Regions from separate parts of the Sparus aurata genome. Here region 2 is linked to region 1. A link is a contact called in public Hi-C data. All regions are on one chromosome and are shown on one strand. Each heading gives the region's core, a stretch centred on a gene start, on an enhancer-like site or on the middle of the called end of the contact. The rest is flanking DNA. Distances are from core to core; before and after follow the strand shown. Region 1 holds the start of ufc1 (ubiquitin-fold modifier conjugating enzyme 1). Region 2 holds the start of LOC115593182 (FSD1-like protein).

The links. A called contact is a pair of places that touch in the nucleus more often than the background predicts.
Region 2: a Hi-C map of skeletal muscle shows a contact between it and region 1, with 4 times the contacts expected there. The contact joins the promoter of LOC115593182 here to the promoter of ufc1 in region 1. A contact is called at or near these places in 2 of 2 Hi-C or Micro-C datasets (skeletal muscle and an unstated tissue).

What each region holds. Positions count from the first base shown.
Region 1 is chr12:29,906,923-29,913,474 of fSpaAur1.1, reverse strand. It overlaps ufc1 (ubiquitin-fold modifier conjugating enzyme 1), which reads right to left and starts at 1,932. Exons shown (of 1, transcript XM_030435886.1): 1 at 459-1,932. The coding sequence starts at 1,743. The coding sequence ends at 1,228. fktn (fukutin) reads left to right here. Exons shown (of 10, transcript XM_030435885.1): 9 at 339-463; 10 at 619-893. The coding sequence ends at 832. ythdc1 (YTH N6-methyladenosine RNA binding protein C1) reads left to right here and starts at 4,576. Exons shown (of 17, transcript XM_030436771.1): 1 at 4,576-4,772; 2 at 5,684-5,785; 3 at 5,885-6,195; 4 at 6,361-6,552. The coding sequence starts at 4,745.
Region 2 is chr12:30,102,101-30,108,087 of fSpaAur1.1, reverse strand. LOC115593182 (FSD1-like protein) reads right to left here and starts at 1,726. Exons shown (of 13, transcript XM_030436601.1): 1 at 1,526-1,726; 2 at 1,099-1,249; 3 at 72-167. The coding sequence starts at 1,113. It overlaps LOC115593184 (a long non-coding RNA gene), which reads left to right and starts at 2,685. Exons shown (of 3, transcript XR_003986265.1): 1 at 2,685-2,712; 2 at 3,623-3,790; 3 at 3,868-3,972. It overlaps LOC115593183 (a long non-coding RNA gene), which reads right to left and starts at 4,865. Exons shown (of 3, transcript XR_003986264.1): 1 at 4,673-4,865; 2 at 4,225-4,352; 3 at 3,710-4,145.

The sequences.
Region 1 (6,552 bases), core at 683-3,182:
TAAATTGGTCAGATCAGATCTGACAGGATGTGACTTCCTGTACAGACTGAAGCTCGCACTCTGCTGCTGCCGCGTCCGCTATCCAGCTGAGCAGTGCATTCTGGGAGAGCATGGTGTTCCCAGAGACAGCCGTCTCCACTGGAGCTCCTGACACATAACAATCAGCTTTAACTTTGTAGAACTATGAAACTGAACATCAACATGACGTCAGATTCTGCAGCTGTTTTCGTTTCCAGACAAGCTGTTGTCATGGGAAACGACATCCTGTGGACACAAACCGATTCATTTTGAAAGTGTGTATTTTATTTTGAAAATGTTTGTTTTATTTTGAAATGCAGGTTGAGGACAGTCTGGAACTTTCCTTCCTGAGTGATGACGTCAAGCTGGATGTTTTCTTTTTCTACGCAGACGGAAACGTGGTGTGGAACGGAGGCACGCAGGCGAAGAGCGGCAAAAAGTTCAAGTTAATAAAACTTTATTGATATTGACAGTCAGATCAGCAGCAGTGAGGGGGCGTTAGGGGCCACATAAGAAAACTTTATTTATAATGACACCTGAAACATTAAACACCTGAAAGATGTCAACACAAAGTTGTTAAAGAGTTTCTCTTTACTGCAGGTACATCTTCCCGCGGTTCTCGCTCTGCTGGGCGGAGCTTCTGGAGCTGAAAGTTCGTGTTCCCTGTGAAACACTCGATTACGTGACGGCGAACTATGGAGACACCTGGAGCATCCCGCTCAGGACCTGGGACTGGAAGACGTCACCGAGCAACGTGCAGGAAAATGGGGTGTGGCCTCCAGCCGAGTGGGCGGAGCTTATCCAAGTTTACTGACAGCAAATGACTGAAAATTAATTCAACACTAAAACTACAAATAAAGACAAAGTGAAAAGAACAAGAGGAAGAGATCTGATTTGTTAAGAAGAGGTCTGTGACGTCATCATGACATCATCATTATAAATCATCAGTATTGATGGCTGACTGCCTCCACCAGACTCATTCTGCTGTTACCTGTAATGACCTCAGAATCATGTTTAGAATCAAATGAAACGTCATCAAACATCAGCTGTTACGTCACCACACATTTAATAATTCCGGTCAGCTGCGCATCAGAGACCTCTCCGCCAGACTCTGTTCATATTTTCGTCATTTTTACTCTGAATGGAACTCGACTGTTTCCGGTCCTCTCGCTCAGTTCGTCAGTGTTCAGTGAGTCTGGGAGGGTGACGTCACTCCGCCGCCCCCTCTCGCTCCCGCTCCTTGTGGACCACGAGCCCCTTGCTGATCAGGTCCGGGATCTCCACGGCGAGCCACGGTCCGAGTCCCAGCGCCATGAGGTGCGCCAGGCCGAAGCGTGGCGCGTTCCGGGCCCAAAGCGGGGCGAAGTGGTCGGTCAGGCAGATCCTCCCTCCGCGGTACATCTTCGCAGTCTTCCCGTCCAGCTCCGGGACCGCCACCTCCGGCGCCGTGGCCGGGTACGTCACCGGGATGTCGAACTCCAGCCGGAACTCGTAGCGCAGCAGCTCGTGAATGAACCAGCAGGTGCCGGACCAGCGCGTGCCGTCTGGGTTGGACTCGAGGCGGAACCAGTCGTTGTCGGCCGCCTTGTTCTGCTCCACAAAGTGGATCAGCGCCTGGTACTCCTCCTTCAGCCGCTGCGGCCACAGCGCGCCGTCCCGCGGGCCCGCGTGCGTCTTCAGCAGCGGGATCTGTGACACGGCCCTGCGCGTGGCCTCGTCCGCCATTTTGTCTCCAAACGGAAATAAGTTTGTGTTTAAACCGAGTCCGAAGTGAAACTGTTCGGTTCGGGTCCACTCAGGTTGCCTTCAGCTCTCATCTGAGTCCTGACGTGGACTTCCGGTTTTACACTGCACGGAAGCTGCTCCAGCATGAAGCACTTCCTGTAGGAGATTTTCAAAACAAGACTCCGACCTTTTTTAATCTGCTGCCGTTACTGATTACTGGTTACTGAGTTGTTTTCAATAAAAACATTCAACACAATTTTGTATTTATGTCAGGTTGACGTGAATCTTCCAGAGAAGGATGAGCACGTGACCACTGGACTAATACTACATGTCAACAATAATCACAGATCAATACATATTCTGAATATTTGAAGTGGTTTCTAAGTACAGCTGTTTCATATTTATTGATGGATGATTCACTCCAGAAGTGAGTGACACACACACACACACACACACACACGTTGTTGTCATGTGCTCAGTAAATAAACATGTTCTTCTGTTCAATGAAATTCTTCCTTTGTTGTCCACAGAATGCCAAGATATACATACATCTGAAATATACAATATAGATGTAAATAATAAAACAAAATTAAATGATGAACGGGCCCTCGCAGTCCACGCGTGCCGTCGGGGCGTGCTGCCGTCGGGGTGTTCCACGTAGATGTATTCAGGGTAAGACCCTCTACATGTTTGAGCAATTTGGAGTAGATGGCAAATTTTATGTGGAAGTTATAATGAGTTGATGGTTTTATGGCAAGGCATCAAAATGGATCACGCCACCAGATGTGACGTATGTGAAAGCTTTTGATAAGTTTTGTCCACAGATGCTACTTGCAAAGTTTGGTGCAAATCGGTGAAATGGCCGAGGAGGAGTTGGGAAAAGTAAGAGTATAATTTTTTCACAGAGCCTTAGTGGCTCATGGGGAAGCAGTCACCCGAGTTTCAAGTCATTCGGACAGACCGTTGTGGAGATATCCAACACTTTTTTGAGCAAAATGTACTACAGCAAGTTGTTATTTAAAGGGATAGTTGGTGTTTTTTGAAGTGGGGTCATATAAAGAACATATCTATAGTGGATCTGTTTCCTGCCGTAATCAGCGATCAGCGCAGACTCAGTTTGGAGAAGCAGAGAGCTGCTCCAGCCCAGACGCTCAGCTTTGTACTGCAGTGAACAGAGTCCAGAGAAAAAGAGAAATTAACCACCTAAAACAAGGCTCACCTGAAAACATCTACATCAGGTCAAGTGTACGTTGTATAGGTAAAATTCACACCGCTTTACATCCCCGTCAGACCGCGCTTTCTTTTGGCACTACATTTTCTCAGCCGTAGAACCTCCGTATCCCTACGCATCATCGTAACTGGGCAACAGCTGATCTGCGAGCGGCGGAACACAGCGCGAGGCCCAGCTGCTGGACGAGAGGTTTACTGTCGATAAAAACGAAACTTAACTCTCCAAATCCTTCCGCATTGGCGCTCATGCGTAGGGATACGGGGGTTCTGCGGTTGAGAAAATGTAGTGCCAAAAGAAAGCACGGTCTGACAGCGATGTAAAGCGGTGTGAATTTTCTCTATACAACGTACACTTGACCTGATGTAGATGTTTTTAGGTGAGCCTTGTTTCAGGTGGTTAATGTCTCTTTTTCTCTGGACCCGTTCACTGCAGTACAAAGCTGAGCGTCTGGGCTGGAGCGGCTCTCTGCTGCTCCAAACTGAGTCTGCACTGATCAGCTGATTACTGCAGGAAACAGATCCACTATAGATATGTACTTTATATGACCCCACTTCAAAAAACACAAACTATCCCTTTAATATCTTGAGTATTGTTTGGAGTATAAAATTATTTGACTAACTTTTTGCCATGAGGGTCCACAGATGCTGTGTGCAAAGTTTGGTGCAAATCGGTGCAATCGCCTGAATCCAAACGGTAGGCGGAAATGGGCGTGGCCTATATCACAAGATTCAGCACAATTCAGTGAACGCGTGGATATAAGGTTTGTGAATGTGCGACAAAAGTTGTAGTGGCGAAAACAGTTTAGATGTTTTCCTTTAACCCGTTATGTCCTATTTTCCTGTGTTTGTGCCACCTGGAGAATGCAGGTGATGCAGTCAGACTCGCAGCTTGTGTCCAAAAACATCCAACGAGAGAGAGTTTGACTTTTCACTGTTGCCGGTACTTTATTGTAAATAAAACGAAATGCAAAACAAAATGCAAGAGGGTTTTAAAGCAGGTGTCAGAGGCGCAGACCCGGTGCACAGCCGGCTCACAGACTGAGGTCAGTGACGGTCTCTGCTGGCCCGCCTTCTCCCCGTCGCGCTCGACCAGCAGCCCTTTTAAAAGGTAGCACCGTCACCACCTGTTGAAGGTGCACACTCAAAAAGGAAAGCAAGTCATGCAAAACATAAAAACTTAAATATGGCTCCTACAAAAGTTATGAGCCAAAACGCACTTTCCTTGATTGTAGCGCCACCTAGTGGTGGACATTGAGGACGACAAGAGATTAGACAATTTTTCGGCAGGTGTGACTTATATTCCAAGTTTGGTGAGTTTTGGGGAATGTTCAGACCTGCTCGACCTGCTCGGGCCCTAAAAATGAAAACAGTGCAAATCTGATTTGTGTGCAGTTACACACGTGCAACAATGTAAACAGTCTCCTACCTGCTCCAACACACACCTGCTGTATGTCTGTCAGGACAACACCTCATGCGTCAGTCGCCCCGTGTTATCCAACATGGTATCGTATGTGTGTGCGGTGTGTGTGTGTGTGTGCGCGCGCGTGTGTGTGCCGCTGCGGTCCGACAGGTGGCGCCACTTCACCTTCACGCTGTTTGTAAATCAGCAGCAGAAGAAGAAGCTACAACAACAGTCTCGGCGGCCATTTTCCTCGTCCGGCTGCCTTCAGGCTGACGCTTTCTGATTATTCCGTGTTTGAATTAAACAACTAAATACGGGTTTACCTGTAGTTACCTGAGCGCGAGACAGGAGCACGTCACGGCTGCTGTGATGGCGGCCGACCGGCGCGAGGACAAAGGTGAGGCAGAGCGAGCTGCTTTGTTAGCAGCAGTTAGCTGTTAGCATTAGCATGTGCGCTATTTTTGTTCTGTGAAGCACTCGTTGTTTCAGCTGCGAATCGATCATCTTCGGCACATCGATACGTTATTAATAAGTGTGCTAGTCAGCGAGTGACTCGTTCTCAGGTGAGTCACCGACCTGCAGCAGCTGGGACGTGTTTTCTCTTTCATTCATCATGGCGGCTAACGCTCACTAATCGATCCCTCTATCAAACTCTGCTTACTGGAATTGATGACGTCTCTATAGCTACACATCGATAAGGTGTCGTCGGTCAGAATCTCAGTCATCAGATATCAATATTACGTGTTTCATTCATTCATTAATATCAAGTTAGCATGTGTTCTGATAATATGGCGATGAGAGCTGATCAGCTCATCGATCACATGGTCAAATATGATTCTCATGATGAGAACTGCAGTTTATGGATCAATATGGAATGTGTGACAACGTGATCAATGTTTTAAGTGAATCATGGATCTAAAATCACGTCAGTATATTAATTTTGTGTCGTTATATTACAACATGCGATCATTTAAAGGGTTGTTGCTGAATGTTCACAGCCTTCACTGTGTGAACCACATGTTGGTTCTGTGTTGGTTCTGTGTTGGTTCTGTGTTGTATTCTTGTCATTCTGTCGCCAACACTGGATTCACATCGGATCCGTCAGTGCAGTGAAACACAGGTTTCCCTTTAACGCGGATGTGTTTTGGCTGCAGGTTTAAATGAGCTTCACAGTCCTGTACACATCATGTTAGCATGCTAATGCCTGCCTCACAGAGCTGCTAGCATCACAGTAGACTTTATGTTCCCGGTTTGATTTCATGCTGCTGTGACTTGTTGAGTGAGAACAGTTTGTTGTTGTGGTTTCAGACGGCGAGCTGAACGTTCTTGAAGATCTTCTGACTGAAGCTCCGGATCAAGACGACGAGCTGTACAACCCCGAGACAGAGCGAGACGTCAGTGACAAGAAAGGTACAAGTACATTACAAATACTACAAATTATACTGCTGATGCTCACAGTAAGTCATCTGTACTTGGGTGTGATGTTTAACTCTGCGCTCTCTCTATCAGGAACAAAGAGGAAGAGTGAGCGTTCTGACAGCCAGGACCTAAAGAGACTCCGACCCTCATCGTGCCATGCCCCCTCCAGGTCCTCCTCCACCAATAAGAGAGCTCCGGGTCCACCTCTCTCATCCTCCTCCTCGAAGAAGGTGGCATCCAGCCCCCGCGGACGCCACGCTGCGGCCACCACCAGCAGCTACCGACACGAATACTACGAGGAGCGAAAGGGGCGGCGAGGAACTCGAGAACCAGCGAGAAGCCGTGTAGGAGAGGAAGTACGACGCCGAGAGTCTCAGAGAGGCCTGGAGGGTCTGAGCCAGGTATTCATCATACTATTACTCATTAATAACACTAATGATAATAGTGCTCACAATGCTAAGTGTGACTGAACACTAACTTTATAGTGACGTCAGATAAAAACTACCGTACAGCCAATCAGCTTCCAGTTTAATAGCCAAATATGTTTATTTTCTGTTTGCATTCAGAAGCTGCGACGTGACGAACGGCGAGTAAGCCCCTCCCCCCACGAGGATGAGAACCAATCGGAGGAGGAGGCAGCAGCAGAGTATGGTTCAGAACCGGGGTCACGAAGCTCCTCCCCTACAGCCTCCCATGTAGAGGAAGAGGAGGAGGAGGATCAAGAGGAGGAAGAGGAGGAGGAGGAGGAAGAAGAAGAG
Region 2 (5,987 bases), core at 477-2,976, 190 kb before region 1:
ATGTTTCATTTTACTTTCTCCCGCCTTTTTAATCCCCGCCCTCGTGCCCTCTCAGCCAATCAGCTGCTGACCTGCAGTCCTGTCAGTGTGCTGTCAACTGTTTCCAGGAAGTTCTGAAGCTCTTCATTCTTATTGGATAACGTGCTGATGATCCTGCGCAGGGCTTCCTGTGTGACACCCAAACACACTTGTGTGAAACTAGTTGTATTCTTTTTTCTTTTCTTTTTTTTACCGTGTAACAGATTCAATTGTTCCAGGTCATTTTACAGTGTACAAAATGAAGTGCAACTGATGCAGCAGTTTTACAATGTCGTACTTTTACAGTGTCACAGTTTTACAGCGTCACTACTGAACTGGTGAAGTACACTGTCAAATCTTAGCATGAAAAACTAATTAAACAGAAAAATCTTAAGAAACAATCCTTTAAATTCAAATGAAGTCAGCCTCACATCTCTCCCTCTCTCATTCATTGTTAATGTGTCTCGCCCTCTCTCTCCATCATTCTGCTTCAGTAGAAGTTGGTCACTGATGATGCAGTAACACTGTTAAACTACAGACTGAAGGCCAAACAGGTTCATGATACAGCTGTGTAATCAGATTACTCTGGATGGCTGGTGATACAGGTATGAACACACCTGACTCCTCCCCCTTCACTGTCACAATCACTCATCATGAGTACAACTATTACAGTAATACATCAGAGTAGTGCGATCTGGTCTGGTTCTATTAAAACTGCTTTAATATTTGTAAATATTCTGTTTCTGATGAATGTTTAATTCTTGTGATTTTACACACACGTAAAGAAAGAGAGAGAGAGTGACTGCAGAGAAACACCTTTGGTTTTTGTTTGTGTCAATAAAGTTTGAGATAAAAAATAAAACATTAACCAGCTGACTGTCACTCTGATACTGACTCGACCAGAGAGAGAGAGAGTCTTATCTGTAAATCCTCCATTCAAAGTGAAGCTGACTCGACCAGAGAGGCGCTAACAGCGAGCTAATCCTCTCTCTCTCTCTCTCTGCTTCATGTGTTGTCTATGTGACTTGCCCTCAGCTAACTGATCAGATGTTATTGATCATCAGTCGATCAGATTCTTACCTTCTGAGTGTCCATTACAGAAAGAGAGAGAGAGAGAGAGAGAGAGAGAGAGAGAGAGAGCGAAGGGAGAGGGGAAGGAGGCACTGACAGGAAGTGAAGTCACTCACAACGTCACAGCAACACTTCCTTTCTGGAGTGTCAAAGTAAGAGTCTGAAGGTAAAGATTTTAGTCAAAGTGTTAATGTGCTATTTTGATTTGAATTTATCACAATAAAAGCTACTTATTAACAACAACAATAACAACACATATACAAATACATATCTTAAGAATACACAGCAGTGCATTATGGGATAGTTAGTCAACAATTTTGTTCCATTGAGTGTGTCAAAATAATCAAACTTTATTTGTACATCACATGATGTCATGTTTGATAGGAATTCTGATCAACAACATCAACGTTCGTCTCCTTTTTCACCTGAAACTCACCTGTTTGTTTGTCTTTGTCACCTTCATCACCTGTTTGTCTTTGTCACCTTCATCACCTGTTTGTCATTATCACCTTTATCACCTGTGGGGAGACTGACTCCTGAGGGGTACTGCACAAAAGTAGAATAAAGATATCCAGGATAACTGAGCAAGCGCGGCTTGACCTAGTGTGCTCGGCGCATCCTGGCTTAATTGGTTGCACGTTTGCCAAGACAGGATGAAAAGGCGCGGCTGTGTCCAGCCAGGTGTAGATAGTCTGGATAAGTGCGTGTTCACGGCAGACTTCAATAGACCTCGCGATCGCTCACAGAATCACCGATGGGAACGTGGATAAGAGTCGCGCTTCATATCTCACGGCTGCTGACCCTAACCCTAACAGCTCCTGACGGAGTTCTATGAAGAGGTGAAAGACATTATCAGAAAAAAAGGCATCACCAGTGCCGTAATTAAAGAACGAGAGAAAACCTGGCAGACAATAGCGGACCAGCTTAATGCGTAAGTAGTTAAAAACTGTACAATTAATAAACAGTGCTCCACTGGAACTGTCATAATTAGGCCACAATTAAAGGACTAAAGGAGTTACTTTTAAAGTCCACTTATCAACTGTTGTACACTTTGCATGTTACTCAGGAAATGTAGAGTATGATTAAGTGCAAACAATTATCCACAATGTGTCGTTTAATCTATTTTTCATGTATTTTATCTATTTATTTATCTTTCTATCCTTCATAAAGAACAAACTTGTCTGGCTATAAAATGACCTGGCAGCAAGTTCAAATTAAATACAAGAACATTTTGCAGGCTGGTGACTTTAAAGTAGATAACAGTGAACAAATGAGGTGAATAGATGAGGTGTCTGCTGACATGTTGACTGTCTGTATGATTGTAGCAGTTAAATGGCACAGGGGGCCCACCAAACCAGGATACGACCCCAGCAGAGGAGCTGGCACTCCATTTAAATAAAGGGAGGCCAGTGATGGAGGGGATCCAGGGAGGGACAGTAACAGAGTCCGCAGCCGCAGAAACTGTCCGCTTCATACAAGTTATTGCAGCACTACTGCACATGAAACACAATCAAATAACTATATTATACTGTCTGACTTTGGCTTTCGTTACAGTGTCTGGGAACACAATTACACTTTTGGAGCCACCAGAAGTTGATCCGGTTGGTACATTGTTGTACGTGGGTATGTCCTGTGAAATCTTAATTCAAGTTCTCTCAATGCATGTATGTATTTGTCAGGGGAAGGCACATCTGCAGCTGCAGAATGCACTTCTGCAGATGAGGAGACTGTCACTGGACTCCAGAAGGCTTGAGATACGTCAATTTTATGGAAATATCCTGCTTATTTAGTCCATAAAGTATGAAGTCAGTGATGTGGTGCTAATAGAAAATGTATGTGTAACAGCACACAGATGCTGCACAGTCCCCTAAACAGCCTGGTAACATTGGGCCTCATTCACCATTATCTTCTTAAGAATATTCTTAGATTCTTTCTTAAGTTGTTCTTAAGAGGTTCCTTAAGAAAACCCTACGTCAGATTCACCAACTCGTTCGTAAGCCTCAGAATTGTTCGCAGCTGTGTTCTTACATTGATGAAAGCCGCAGGAGCAATATATATATGCCATTGTTTTGCGGGCCTTGGATGGAGAAATGCCACGTATAAATAGGGTGGGGGGGATTGGTTACTAATTGATGGCATGTTTCCAATTTACTTGATTTATCTTAAATCATTGGCACATTTAATTTATTTCAAAATTGTAATTCTTTGTAAATTACCAAAAATATGAAATAAATGAATAAATATGACAGAATTATCACTGTAATATTGCATTTTATTGAACTACACAAGAGAAGAAAACACAACCATGCCAACATTTCATACTCCTGAGTGGTTGTAGGATTTGTTCTTGCCTAAGAAAAAATCCTAGATAAGAAAAAATTCATGAATGCCACAGTCTTTGTAAATCTTCGTAAGTGGGACTTAAGAACAAATTTGTTCGTAAGAACAGTTCATGAATGAGGCCCAATGTGAGTATTGGCTAAAGTAAATCTACATTATGCACAAATTCTGCTGTGCTAATTTTCTTTTACAGAACTCACAAACTGTCAGAATACTGTATGCAAAGCACCTGGAGGAACAGATAGCGCTGGCAGACATTAAAATCAAATTAAAGAAGACAAAGCTCCAAGAAATGGAGCTTGAGATTAAATGTGGGACACTCGGGAAACTGGACCTGGAAATCCAGAAACTAGAAAGAGAAGTGAGTATTTCAGTGCGCACAGTAACCATAACTGCAATACAGTGTTATAATCTTTTTGTTGCTTTTGCTCTGTCTAGTCCAGGATCCAAGCAACCAAGCGAAATGACTGCCAAATAAACCCTCAGGTGGTGCAGGCGCTGAAACCCAGATTTCAGAAGGCCGAAGGTCATCTCAATTCAAGCCCTTGTCTTGGTGTGTGGATGGTTGTAGGCCTGCTGTCGTGGGTTTGGGGGTCCGCAAGGGGAGTCAAGAGGAATGACTCGCAGGCATAGCCTCTGTCTCCCAGCAGCACACCAGAGAATTCGCCCTTATGTTCTCCTGAGGGGCGTTTGATCCTAATGTGTGTGCAATCCAGCTGTAACAAAAAATAGTGAGTATCCAACTGTGACTGATCATATAAGAAACTAATGGTTGCACGTTGAAATTGAGGTTACCTGCAATCTTGTAAACTCCTTGATGTGGAGGGGTCTTCTGTGGCCAGGGAAGGTGATGAATATGTTGAATGACTTCAGCTCCAGACAAACACTTATTGTGCGGCAAATGGTTCCTTTATTGAGGTTCTCTACATCCCCAACAGAATAAAGGAAGCTCCCACTTACAAAAAATCTTGTGTGTCACAGATTTCATTGAAAACACCTTTGCCACTTCATCAGCTGTGTTTTGTAATCTCAATTACTGCAATAAAACATATTTATGAAATCTCTGATGGCAATTTGACAAGCAGTCTTCATTAGCATAGCAATATAACACTTGGCCCAAGTAATAATACTACCACTTGAATAAATATAAAAAGATTGTTGCAATTACAAACAGCTTTAAATGAAATGAAAAATGACTGTGTGTAATATTTTAATGCAGGATAATTAAAATGATGCAACATACTTAGAAAGACCATGGACATGCTGTAAAACACATTAATTCCTCACAGGATTGACGGTGGAAATCCAGGTGAATCACTAGGATTAATCTTAGCCTGGCTGTTAGCCTGGCTGTTAGCCTGGCTGTTAGCCTGGCTGTTAGCCTGGCTGTTAGCCTGGCTGTTAGCCTGGCTGTTAGCCTGGCTGTTAGCCTGGCTGTTAGCCTGGCTGTTAGCCTGGCTGTTAGCCTGGCTGTTAGCCTGGCTGTTAGCCTGGCTGTTAGCCTGGCTGTTAGCCTGGCTGTTAGCCTGGCTGTTAGCCTGGCTGTTAGCCTGGCTGTTAGCCTGGCTGTTAGCCTGGCTGTTAGCCTGGCTGTTAGCCTGGTCTGGAGCAGGCTAGCTCCACAGAATAAATCTCCATGGTAACTTATACCATAACATATCCTGCTGCCCCCTATCCTGCTTTTGTGCAACCGGATCACAGATAAATAAAGCCAGGATAACCAAGATATCCCAGCTTAATCCCTTATCCTAGTTTTGTGCAATACCCCTCTGATTGAGGAGTGGAAGCAGTTTGGGACGTTCCCCTCTCAGCCAATCACAGTGTGAGGACGCCCTTTTGTGAAAGCTTAAAAGAGGTGGGGGGAAGTCACACAGGTGGCTCTGACCCTCATTCTGAATCCGTCCCTTCAGATCACCGGACAGAAGCGCTGCTGTGTTTTCTTGGCTGCTTCACGTCATTCTAGTGAGGAAACAGTGCTTGTTCTGGAAACCCAGAAGCTTATGTACACCGAACCCTGACCTGATTGAACTGGGCTTGTAGGAGCACCTTTCATTCTGATTATACCTGAAATTTATTGTTTTATTGTCTAAGTATCTGAAATCGAACTCGCCTCCAGATTTACATGTTTTTTGTTAATATTTTCAAGTAGGTTTGGCAACTTGTAAGCATTTCACTGCCACAACCTTCATCACCTGTTGGTCTTCGTCACCGGCTCATTGTTTCATCACAAAATCATTTTAATCTAACAAACAGAGTTGGTCAATATTTCATTCTGGATTATTCCTACTGGACAGAAATGATGAAGGTTATTGATCAGTTGATCGAACAATCATCAGAATTTCAGGTTGGTTCAATAAGCTGATCAGAGGCCCTGAAGGGTCACAGTATCAGCTTCCCTCCGTGGATCACAACAAATAAATGACATTTTCCTTTGGATTCAGTTTGAAATCAAATTCTAGCATCCTCAAAAGTTATTTTTCTTAGACTGAAATGCAGCAAAGCTTTTAATTGACTTTTGAAAATGTGTAATTTTCTTGAGAGAACGGACAAAAATAAAA